2 separate regions of the Gossypium hirsutum genome follow, and region 1 is linked to region 2. A link is a contact called in public Hi-C data. All regions are on one chromosome and are shown on one strand. The core of a region is the stretch at or near the end of the contact, and the rest is flanking DNA. Distances in the headings are between cores, read along the strand shown. Region 1 holds the start of LOC107913456 (ABC transporter G family member 1). Region 2 holds the start of LOC107898775 (ras-related protein Rab11A).

Region 1 (5,727 bases), core at 3,102-5,601, 190 kb before region 2:
CATAATGGTGAAGAAATTGAAAAAAAAATAGTACCTTCATGTCTTCAACAAAAGAAGGGAATCCTCCTATTGCCATGAAAGTCAAGAATGACGAAACAAACGAGAGCATGGATCCTCTAGCCTAAAAATCCCAAAGTTTTGCTAATCGGTTTATATCATCTTTACTAAAGCATGGAATAATTTCTAGTATGTCATCAAGTTACCTGAATAGAATCGTAGCTGAAGCCAACATCATGGAAGATAGTCCCAATACATAAACATAATGCACTATACATTACAAAGCGAAGCACGTAGTATCCTAAATCGCGATGCATATTAATAAAAGATCTCTTCGTAAGAACAATGCTTTGGGTAATGAAGCTAGCTTGACTTCCCTTTCTCTCTAGAGGCCCTCCTTTCTGCAAATAAAGAACCCTTACAAGTTGGAGTAATAGGCTTTTTTTTTAGGTTTAAGTATCTATAAGACTTAAGTTTAAAATTAACATACTTGTTGGGATATCTTTAATACATTATGCTGAACTTCTTTCCATATCTCTGATGACTTGTAAGACTTGACAAGTGTGTTGATGATTTCCTCTGTGTTATTGGTACCTATTCCTTGCTCTATGTCCTAATCAACACCAATAAGCAAATTCAAAAATTGATAATTAACTTATCAAATGCATAGTTTATACTTTGAGTGTGCCAGATACTTACCTCATCAAAGTCTTTGTTGATGGTTTTAAGATAATGATCTGATGGGTTCTTTAAAGGTGGACAAGGGAGGCCATTTGTAGCAAAAAGCTAGAAACAAGTTTAGTTTGCAAAAGAAAAAAATATCAACACTCATAATTATTTTCCAATTTGCATGAATATTTGAAAAAATATATGTATGCATACCATCTCAGCCATTGAAACAGGACCAAAATAGACTGTTTTGCCAGAGGAGAGAAGGTAAAGATTATGGAAAAGCTCAAAAACTTCACTACTAGGTTGATGAATGGATGCTATTACAGTCCTTCTATGCTGGCGAGCTAGCTTCACAATTCGATTCATAACATGGTAGGATGCTGCACTGTCTAGTCCACTAGTGGGCTCGTCAAGGAAGAGAAGCTTAGGCCATGTTAAGAGCTCAATACAAATGCTAACTCTCCGCTTTTGTCCTCCACTAAGTCCTTTGGAACTCCACCCTCCGATTCTAGTGTCCATGGAATCTTGCAACCCCATTTCTCTTATTGTCATCTCAGCTCTTTCGTTCTTTTCAGATATTGACATGGAATCAGGCAACTGAAGTTGTGCTGAGTAGAAAACAGCTTCCCTTACTGTAAGCGTTGTCACTAGAGCATCATCTTGAGTAACATAAGCCTAATATTGATCATTAAAAAGGTGTTGGTTAATAATTTTCTTAGGCATATAACTCCACTATAATGAACATATGGCATGTAAAGGCAAATAAACATAAGGTTTATCAATCAACAAACTCAATAACTGATACAATATTAGAATGCGAGTGAAAGAAATAAAAAAAAATATATATAAAAGAAAATTAAGCAATACTTTTTGAGAAAATAAAAAATATTGGTAAGATAGTAAAAGAAGAGTAATGCTATTTTATTTATGTTCACAACATTGAAGTTTTTAGATTTTTAAGCGCTCAAATTCAAGGTTTAATAGCATGTTTGAATGGGTTAAGAAAAGGAAGGAAAACCAAGTTTCCTTGCTTCGACAGCATATTTTTACTATGAAAAGGAAAATAGAATGAGTTAAACTTAAAAATTCATCACTTTCCATTGTTTTAATTTATTTTTTAATACCCAATTTGTGTTAAAAGTGATAGGAAAAATAATATTTAAAATATCAGTTTTACCCTTTAAACATTTTATTATAACTCTATTTTTGAAATTTGTATTCAACAATTTTTAAGACTCTATCTTGCCATAATACTATAAAAATAGCAAATTTATGGAATAAAAACTAATTACCGATAATTAACCATCCTACAATAAAATAAAAACATTGAATAAATAGATATTTTTGGATTATTAAGTTTCTATGTTTTAAATTAGCTTTCAAAAAATTATCAATCTCATCCTTCACTTCCTTTTTTTTTCTTTTTGATTCTTTATTTTGTAAATTTATTTTTTGACATTAACCATGCCTTCATTCTTATTTAAATAAGAATATTTTGATGTATTATGATTTATAAAAAAATATTTATTTTTTATAATTTTTAATTTTATTATATGTTAGTATGTAAAGGGTTAAAAATGAAAATTAATAAATCATTTACTTTTCTTTCAATATTTTAACCAAACCAAATATGTTACAATTCATTTCCTTTCTTTTCCTTTACTAATTTTAAATATTCATATCATTTCCTTTTTTTTCTTTTAATAAAATTTATCCAAACATATGTAGGGATTGGTTCTATTTTATTTTTAAAAATTTAGACTACCTATGCAATCCTATTAATATATTATTTTTATTATATGATTTTGATTTATTTTTTAATTAAATTTTTGTTTGATTAATTGGTGACATAAATTAATAATAATAATAATAATAATAGGCCTCCAGAATTTAATATTGAACAACTAACAGTCATATTTAAGTTTGAAGAGGATCGAGGGATTTGGATTGACTTAAGCTTCCAATTTAGTTAATAATTTCCATACCGAAGTTCCAAAAGCAAGCGTTTCCTTGCGACCATTAACTAGGATCTCCCCTGTTTGATGAATACGCGAACTTAATAGTCTTCCTGCCAATCAAACACTTCTTATCATTTTATCATCCAATCAAAACTTAACCTTAACAATTCTTACCTAAACTATACTAACAATAATGAAAAGAAGCAATTTCACACAAAGTTCAATGGAATTATGTCAACTTCTGTAGCATGATATAACATTAATTAGTAGAATATTTTAAAGTGATAATCACCTTTTTGACGTGTTATCTCTATATAAAATAATGTTTTAATTCTCTATTTAATTTTTTTGTCTCTTTTAATTTTTAAATTTATATTTTTTATTAAATCATCTTAAAATAGATGAAAAAGTTAATGTTTGTTAACTTTACTAACATGACATACATGTGGTTAACTTGTCAACATTTTATTTTTTTATTAAAATTTTAAAAATATATTTTTTATAATTTTATATTTTCTTAATAATTTTAATTATTTTTAATTTTAAAAAATAAATTTTATAATTCTTTTAAAATTTTTTAATTTCTAAAAGAGTAATTAAATGCTTACATGTTGTCAATGTGATAATCAATTCATGTTTATTCCACGTTAAGAAAATTAACAAATGTTAATTTTTTCAATTCATTTTAAAGTGATTTAACCTAAAAAATACAAATTAAAAGACTAAAGAAACAAAAAAGTAAATAGATTAAAATAACTTTTTTATAAAATTAGAAAGGCAAATAAATATTTATGACTATTTTTAAATCTCACACCAATATTGCTTGATATAAACAGCAACGTGGGGAGGGGCATTTCGGATCCTTTTAGTGTTCTTTCTCCAATTTTTTTTTGTACTTTTGGCATATTCATAGTTAAAAAATAATAAAAAAAGATTTGGCTTCTCCAAATATGACTCGATCATATTATATGTTTTAAGGCTTGAAAAGTGACCTACCCATCAACAATTCCCATTGGCTATGATCTAGCCATTCTGAAACATAAACTTGTTGTTTACTATTAATTTGTACTGGTAGTATCTTCAACCCGAAGTTGTCCAAAACTAGTCAAAGTGATGCACATGCCAATGCAAGAAACCCTTTTGGAAAATGAAAATAAAAAAGCGAAGCAAAGATGTAAAGATATATGACCTGCCAGTGTATCAAGAAGGGTTGACTTGCCACACCCTGAAGGTCCCATGATGGCTAACATCTTCCCTGGCTCAGCATACCCAGTGAGCCCTTGTAAGATCGCCCTGCTTCCCTTTCTCCCCTTAGAAACAGTCACCCAAAGATCAGCCCATGTCAAGAAAACGCCTTCACCTGGTTCTGTCTCAATCCTGAAAGACGGCGCTTCATTGTAGGAACCGACTCGTCCAGAAACCATGCTTTCTATCTCCAAGTTGTCATTCTCTGCTGCTTCAGGCTGATGGTTTTGAGAAGAATGTTCGGGGCTTGACCCCGGTGTCCATGTTGGGACGATGACCGAGGAATCCATTCTGAATAGTGAACTAAGTTAATGAATCAGAAGATATTGAGTGAAGCAACAGCCGATCCGATTATTTTATAGTGATGGTGATGCGTTTATATCTTTATATCGTACACGTGAAGATGCAAGACTTTCCTACTGAGGAACATATATTCAAAAAGTATTATATCTTTATAAGGTGGTATTGCAGCACTGCTATTAGCAGACAATTGTAGAATTGGTGACTTTAGTTTAAAGGTAAACAGGGATCCTATCGAGAAACACATTTTAATTACTTTTAGTTAATAGAAGATTTTGTAAGTTTTGCAAGTTTGAAACGTTAAGCATATTATACCGGTGCGGTGAATTAGTAAGTTGGTCAACTCTGATTTTTAAAACCACATAAATTAAATTGGTGAGTTGAAAAAAAGTTAACACGCGGATAACGTGGATAAAATCAACCCAAAGTTATTTCAACTCCTGCGTTGGTTCCGGTTATAATGTGTGGTGGGTAATGGCAACGGCGGGGATATTTTTTAATATAATTACATATATTTCAGTCCGATTTATGATAGGAGTATATATTAGATAATATCAACAACACATATATAATAAAAATAATTATATATTATTATTTATTATTATAAAAAAATAATCTAAACTAAAAGTGATCTAATTTGATAGGCTAGTTATAATGCCCCGAAAGTTACTACAGTAAGGAAGTGAAATATTATCCTTCATATAATAAAATAAGGAAATAAAGTGACAAAAAAGGAAATTTTGAGTTATGCAAGCAAAATCTGTTTGGGAAGTATATTATGATATATTAATTCAAGAAATGACTAAATCGCAAAAGTGAGAAAAGTTTTGTTGCCTAAGAGTAAATACTCAATATTTGAGGGGTTAAAGTGTAAATATGAAAAAATTTGAAGGACCAATAGTACAAATATTAAGGGTGGAAGGATCTAGAAACTAAGGAAAATGGATGAATTAGGACCAAATTAAATAAGTGGAAAAAGTATAAGGGGTTAAATCATAATTTTACTAAAATGAGTGATAAGTCAATGGAGGAATTTTGAAGGATCATAAGGGGCAAAATGATCATTTAGCAAGGAAGATGATTTTGAAAAATAATAATGACGTTCGTGATATTTTAGATTAAATAAATAAATAAATATTAGTTTATTAATATTTAATTTTACATTTATTTATATTTTATTAATTCTTTTTTAGTATATAAGGAAAGAAAGATGAAGAATTCTCTTCATCTTTCCATGTTCTCAACGTGAGAAGAAGAAGAAAGAAAGAAAAATTTCTTTTCTTTACAATTTGGTTATTTCACCAAAAATTTACCATTTTCACTTAGAAATTAAAAGAATTTCCATAACTAGCAAGAGAGAAAGATAATAAGGAAACTATGGGAGCTAGAATATCAAGTTAGATTCAAGAAATAAAAGTTGGAGAAGAGAGAAAGTTAAGTTAAAGTTTGGTTTCAAGAGAATAACGTATGGATGTTAAGGTTTTATTTTATTTTTAAGTTTAGTAGTGATAGAAAAGCATAAAAATGAGCTGTATTGAATGCCATGAATATTCAA
Region 2 (6,007 bases), core at 2,884-5,383:
AAAAAGAAAATGACTAAGTGGGTCACCTTGTCGGAGTCCTCTAGTAGGTTTGAAAACATTGCCTCTCCTCCCATTGATGGTTACTACGTAAGAAACTATAGAAATACATCTCAAAATTAGTGACACCCATTCCTTTGCAAAACCCATACGAAGCATTACTTCCTTCAAGAATGCCCAATCAAATCTATCATAAGCTTTACTCATGTCTAGCTTCACTGCCATGAATCCTTTTTTCCCCGTTCGTTTTTGGCGTAGTGTATGTAGAATTTCATAGGCTATCAACACATTGTCGGATATTAGCCTTCTCGGAACGAACGCATTTTGAGCATTGTCAATACACCTTCCAATAAATTCCTGAAGACGATTAGCAATAGTTTTGGCTACAATTTTGTATATAACTGTGGATAAATTCCAGTATTTTTGAAAAAATAGTGCCAGAAAGCCATCATAGCCTGGTGCTTTAGTAGGCCCCATTCCTTTTATTGCAATAAAGATCTTTTCTGCCGTATATTTTACCAATAGGGTTGTATTGATGTCTAAAGAAATGCTATTGTTAATGCCCGTTAAAAGATGGGATAGATTCCCTACTCCATTAGACGAAAATAGATTCTGGAAGTACTTTGTAGCAGTCTCATTTATTTCTGGTTCCTCAAAAATTTCCTTTCCATCATTTGTGTCCAGCCTGTTTATTGTGTTGATTCGTTTCCGCATTGAGGCATATTTGTGGAAAAATGCTGTATTCTTATCCCCTAGCTAAAGCCAATTGGCCCGGGCTCTTTGTTCCCAATCCGTTTCATCTTTATCAATCTCCATATTCAGATGAATTCTCGTATCAATTATCTGTTCCATTATATCATCATCTCTTTCTTTCTCCATTAAATTTTCTAGCTCTTTTGTGAGCTTGTTCATCAACCCCTTTCGTACATTCTTTATTGATTTTGCCAATCTTGACAGACTGATCTGTAGTCTTTCAATCTTTTCAAAAATATATCTATTTAAGGACTCCTATGATTTCTTAATCTCCTCTTCAATCGACTCCCCTGTGGTCCACCATGTTTCAAATTTAAATATTGGGTTTCCCTTGAAACTGTTTTCATTAGTTGTGCTGATAAAAAGGGGGCAATGATCTGAAATTGAAGACATTAAATGATGTATATTGCCTCTTGGAAAAAGTTTCATCCATTTTTCATTTGCAACACCCCTATCCAGTCTTTCTCTAATATTCGTTTTCAGTAGATTCCCTCTCTCCCATGTATACCATGCTCCCGTATAGCCCACATCTATAAGTTGGCATTCTTTTAAGATTCACAGAATGCTGCCATCCTTTTCTCCTCCCTTGGCTGGCCTCCCCTTTTTTCGAAAGAGTACATTATTTCATTAAAATCTCCACTCACTAGCCAAAGGGTGATCTTGTTCCTGGCCTAAAATTCTTAGTAAATTCCATGAGGCATTTTTATTGTGTATATAAGGTGACCCATAAGACCCTGTGAATCTCCATTCTTTACTAACACCTTCTTCTTTGATCAACACATCAATATGACTCGTTTAGAAAGTTTTTAGACTAACCTAAATCTCCTCTTTCCATGCTAGGCAGATCCCTCCTCGCGTACCTACTGCTCTTACATCAAACCCATTCATAAAACCACACCTCCTCCTAATTTTCTCCATACGTCTTTCATTAACTTTAGTCTCCGTGAAGAAGATCATTTGGGGGTTATTTTACTTCAGTAAAAACCAAAGCCTTCGCACTACCCGTGGACTCCCCAATCCACAGACATTCCAGCATATAATTTTCATGGCGTCTGGTCGGCTTGCCTTTTGGCAGCCGCTGATCTATTTTGGTTAGGGTTGTCTATCGACAAATTTGTTTCAGCCTCATTTATTAAATCCTGTCCACCATATCTCATCCTTTTTGCTGCATCTTCCCGAGTCTCTTCTGCACCGTAATCATCATATTCAATCTCTGCCAATTTCATTTTCTACAATTTACTTTCTGCTCCATAATATTTCATCAATCACGTTGGTTCAATTCTTTTCCAACTGGATTTCCTGACTAGTTTCAGTATAGCTTCGTCTGTTTTGCTTCTCTCAGTCTTTTTTTCATCGATTTCTCCTTCCTTTTGCATCTTTATCCCTGTTCCTGTTGCTGTCAACCAAGAATCCTCTTGTACTCCTTGAATCATATCGCTGCTTTTTCCACTATGTAAGTATGTTTCCTGGTTCTCCTTGATACTTCCTGTATACAAACATTGTGGTTGTAGTTTTTTTGATAGAGCATTAAACTTTAAACTCTCCCTTCCAACCAAATTTAATTCTGCTTTTAATGCCAAAGAGAAAGGTAGATTTTCTCTAATTCTATTTTTTCTGTAGGTTTTATTACTGTGCATTCTTGGAGACCATGCCCCAATCTTCCACAACCAAAATAGAATGTCGGTAATTTTTCATACTTGAAAGGGATCCAAACTCTATCCCATTGCCTATTGAGACAAATATACCCCTACGAAGGGGTTTCTGTACATTTAATTTAATTCTAAGGCGACAGAACTCACCATTAACTTCAGATTTGAGAACTCCTCCAAAAGTGACCCCTATAGCATGCAAGAGGTCTTTTTTATCAAATTCTGGTAAGCACGGCCCAATCTTGATCCAAAACTGGGATGAAACAAGCCTGATTTGATCTCTTTCCATCACTTTAGTCAATCGATCAAAGATAACTAAGTTTTTCCTGAACAACTATGGCTGACCTTCCATAACAGTTTCTAAATCTTCCTCCAATTCAAACACAATCAAAAAAAGGTTTTGCCCTACCGATTGGATCTCAAACTTTTTCTTTGCTTTCCAGATACTTTTCATCTGCGCCTTGAAGCTATCCGGATTGTAGGATTTCTTTGTCCAAATAGTGCAGATTAGAGTTGGTTTGTCATTTGGTTCCACCATCGAGCTTTTGACCGATAGCTGAATAAGTTCCTCTGCCAATAGGGAGACCTCGTTTCCCCCAAACCCGTCGTTGCCACCACTTTCCGTCATCCCAAGCCGCAACAACCATTGTTTTCGCTAGGATACCAGGGATAGCACTCTTGGCTACTAGGGTTCTAATACTCATTTGCATAATTTTAATTACCATTATGAGGTAAAGTTTGAAAAATATATTATGGATTAGTGTTTTACTTTACAACGATGAAAACAATTTCTTAATAGATAATTTTTTTTATTAATATAGACATATATCTAATGATTTTTAAATCATTTGACTTTATAATTAGAAAATTATTTTTTTTGGAAAATGTGTTGTAAATTTTATTTAAAATATTGTAAAGTAATTTAAAAAAAATTATAAACCTAATATAACATTATCTAAAAATTACGTATATGAAATATTAAGTGAAAAATGTATTTAAATAAGTGAAAAACATATTAAAAAAATTTTCACACGTTTATAGCACCATATGTTTGGAAATGTTTATATAAATTTATCACACAATTATGTAAATTAATAAATTATATAAAAAAGTATAACTATAATTTAATAAATTCATTATATTTTACTCATGTATTTAAAAATTAATTAAAAATAAGCTTAACATTTACTTGTTTTTAAAAAATTATTTACCTTTATCACTTAGTTAAATTTATATGAAAAAGTAATAAAACTTTAATTTCAAATATGAAATAATTTTTGTCAATTTTTTATATATGAATATTGAACTCCTAGATTGCTTTTATGAAAAAGATATTCATTTTTCAATTTCTTTAAATCTATAATTTACTTATTAATTTTATATTTTAACATATATGTATAAGTTTAATATCAGTGTTTATTAATTTTAATACTATTTAAAAAAATATTTTAATAACATGTGCGATTTTAATATATTATTTTTCAATTACTTAAAGTTTTAACTTATATTATTTGTGAATTCATTATATTTAAAAAGTATTAATGCGAATTAATTTAAAAAATTTAAATTATAAAATACAATAATGATATAAATAGTTTTATGTGTATTTCTTTTATTTCACAAGTCGCTTTTTCCCTTTTTTAAAATGTTTATTTTTTTAAATATTTTAATATATCTTATAATATAATTGTGAACTTATATAATCTAAAAACTTCACCTTAAATGTATGAAATTACAAAACGGCTTTATATTTGTTTGGTTGAAAGCAAACGGATTTATCAAGTAAACTACTTTAATTAGTGACAAATGTCTGCTACTCACTGGATTATCATCTCACATGTACTCTAAATCCTGATCCACCGAATCCCTCCTTTCCTTCCTAATCAACAAATTGTCTTTCTCATCAATTATTTAGATTATAGACTTTCACTTTGCATTTCACAAGACAATAATCTAAAACTCAACTTTACCAACCGTGTCCTTCGCCCCTTAGCTATATTTCAGGCAGAAACAAAACAAAACAAAACCAAATCAAGTGAAATAAACAAGACTTAGAAGTAGAATTAGAAGGGAAAATGGCTAGTGGAGGAGGGTATGGGGACCCAAGCCAGAAGATTGACTACGTTTTCAAAGTAGTCTTGATTGGTGACTCTGCCGTCGGTAAGTCTCAGATTCTTGCTCGGTTTTCCAGAAATGAGTTTAGTTTAGATTCCAAGGCCACCATTGGAGTTGAGTTTCAGACTAGAACTCTTGTTATTGAACACAAGAGTGTCAAGGCTCAGATCTGGGACACTGCTGGTCAAGAACGGTACTTTTTTTCTTACTTTTATTTCTACTACTACTACTACTAAGCTTTTTAACTTTTCATGAAGATTTGTTTATTTCTCCTTTTTCCTGAAAGCTTTTTGGGTTTTTCATTCTATATGCATCGTCTTCTTTTCTCTTGTTCTTTCATAGATCTGTAGTTTGTAGATAGAATTATAAGCTTTCAAAGAAAAGCTGTTTGAAAATGTAAAAGGATTTCAGAATCTTGGTACTGAGAGCTTGTTTGCTAGATTTACTGTTCACTGACAAGACATGGTTTAGTTAGTTAACATGATTGTGTTAGTTCGGAGGTGAAAATGCTTTCAATTTCGATCAGGATTGGATTGGATGTTTGATAGATAAATGGTATAGTTACTGTTGATCTTTATTTTTTCCTTTATTTTTAACTTATGATGATGATCTGGATAAAAAAAATTACATGGTGCTCAGTTGGATCTTAGTGCTCGATTTGATTGTGTCACTTGGAACAGTTTGGTAAAAAGCATCATAGTCTAGTAGATCCTTGATCTCACCGCATTTCTTACAAATCTTGGCGTAGAAGTTCAAATTTTAGCAATGGATAATGCAGATTTGGATATTTGCAGTTATCCAACTTGCTTTTTTGCTGTAAATTTGAATAATATTCAGATTCATACATTCTAATTACTGTCCACCCTGGATTTGGATTAGGAGTAGATGCAGATATTAATTTTTGATATCCATAGTTTGAGTCGGCTTCACTTTTGCGGATAATATCCAAATCCATTATCCATTTCTTTGAAAAATATTTTTATACTTACTAAATGCAGATATTTAGTGGATTCAGAAATATGATGGATAATTTAATTAATTGGGATTAAGATTTGTAAACTAATACTAGGATTTAATGCGTATAATAAACAGATTATGATTCAAATTTTACAGAAACCGTAGATATCTAATGTTCCATCTTAGGCATGCTATTTTGGTAAGCAGTGCAATGATTTCATCATTCATCTTGAATTTGAGCCATTTTGGTTGCAATCCCTTCGTGTTAAATAAGTGGTCAATCAACTGCCTGGATTTCTTTAGCTTTTAATCATTCAACCGGTAGGTAATTGTTAAAGCGGTTGAATCAAGACTCTTGAGAAGTAATGTTTAACAAGTTATATCTGGTTTTGGTACAGGTTACCCCATTGGTTCCATCTAGGGCACTTATTATTTGATTTTGGGGATTCTTTTTCGTTATAATGGTCCAGCCTGCATATAAGAACCTAGCCATTAACTAATACTTTTTACCTAATTCTCTTGCTTCTCTTATGTTG

Evidence for each region. Hi-C and Micro-C count contacts between places; a contact is called where the count stands out from the background.
Region 1: a Hi-C map of hypocotyl shows a contact between it and region 2, with 1.7 times the contacts expected there. The contact joins the promoter of LOC107913456 here to the promoter of LOC107898775 in region 2. A contact is called at or near these places in 5 of 34 Hi-C or Micro-C datasets (hypocotyl and leaf).

What each region holds. Positions count from the first base shown.
Region 1 is chrD11:34,129,315-34,135,041 of Gossypium_hirsutum_v2.1, reverse strand. LOC107913456 (ABC transporter G family member 1) reads right to left here and starts at 4,351. Exons shown (of 8, transcript XM_016842042.2): 1 at 3,817-4,351; 2 at 2,655-2,737; 3 at 880-1,344; 4 at 697-783; 5 at 488-610; 6 at 204-398; 7 at 35-121. The coding sequence starts at 4,162.
Region 2 is chrD11:33,935,925-33,941,931 of Gossypium_hirsutum_v2.1, reverse strand. It overlaps LOC107898775 (ras-related protein Rab11A), which reads left to right and starts at 4,133. Exons shown (of 2, transcript XM_016824317.2): 1 at 4,133-4,707. The coding sequence starts at 4,475.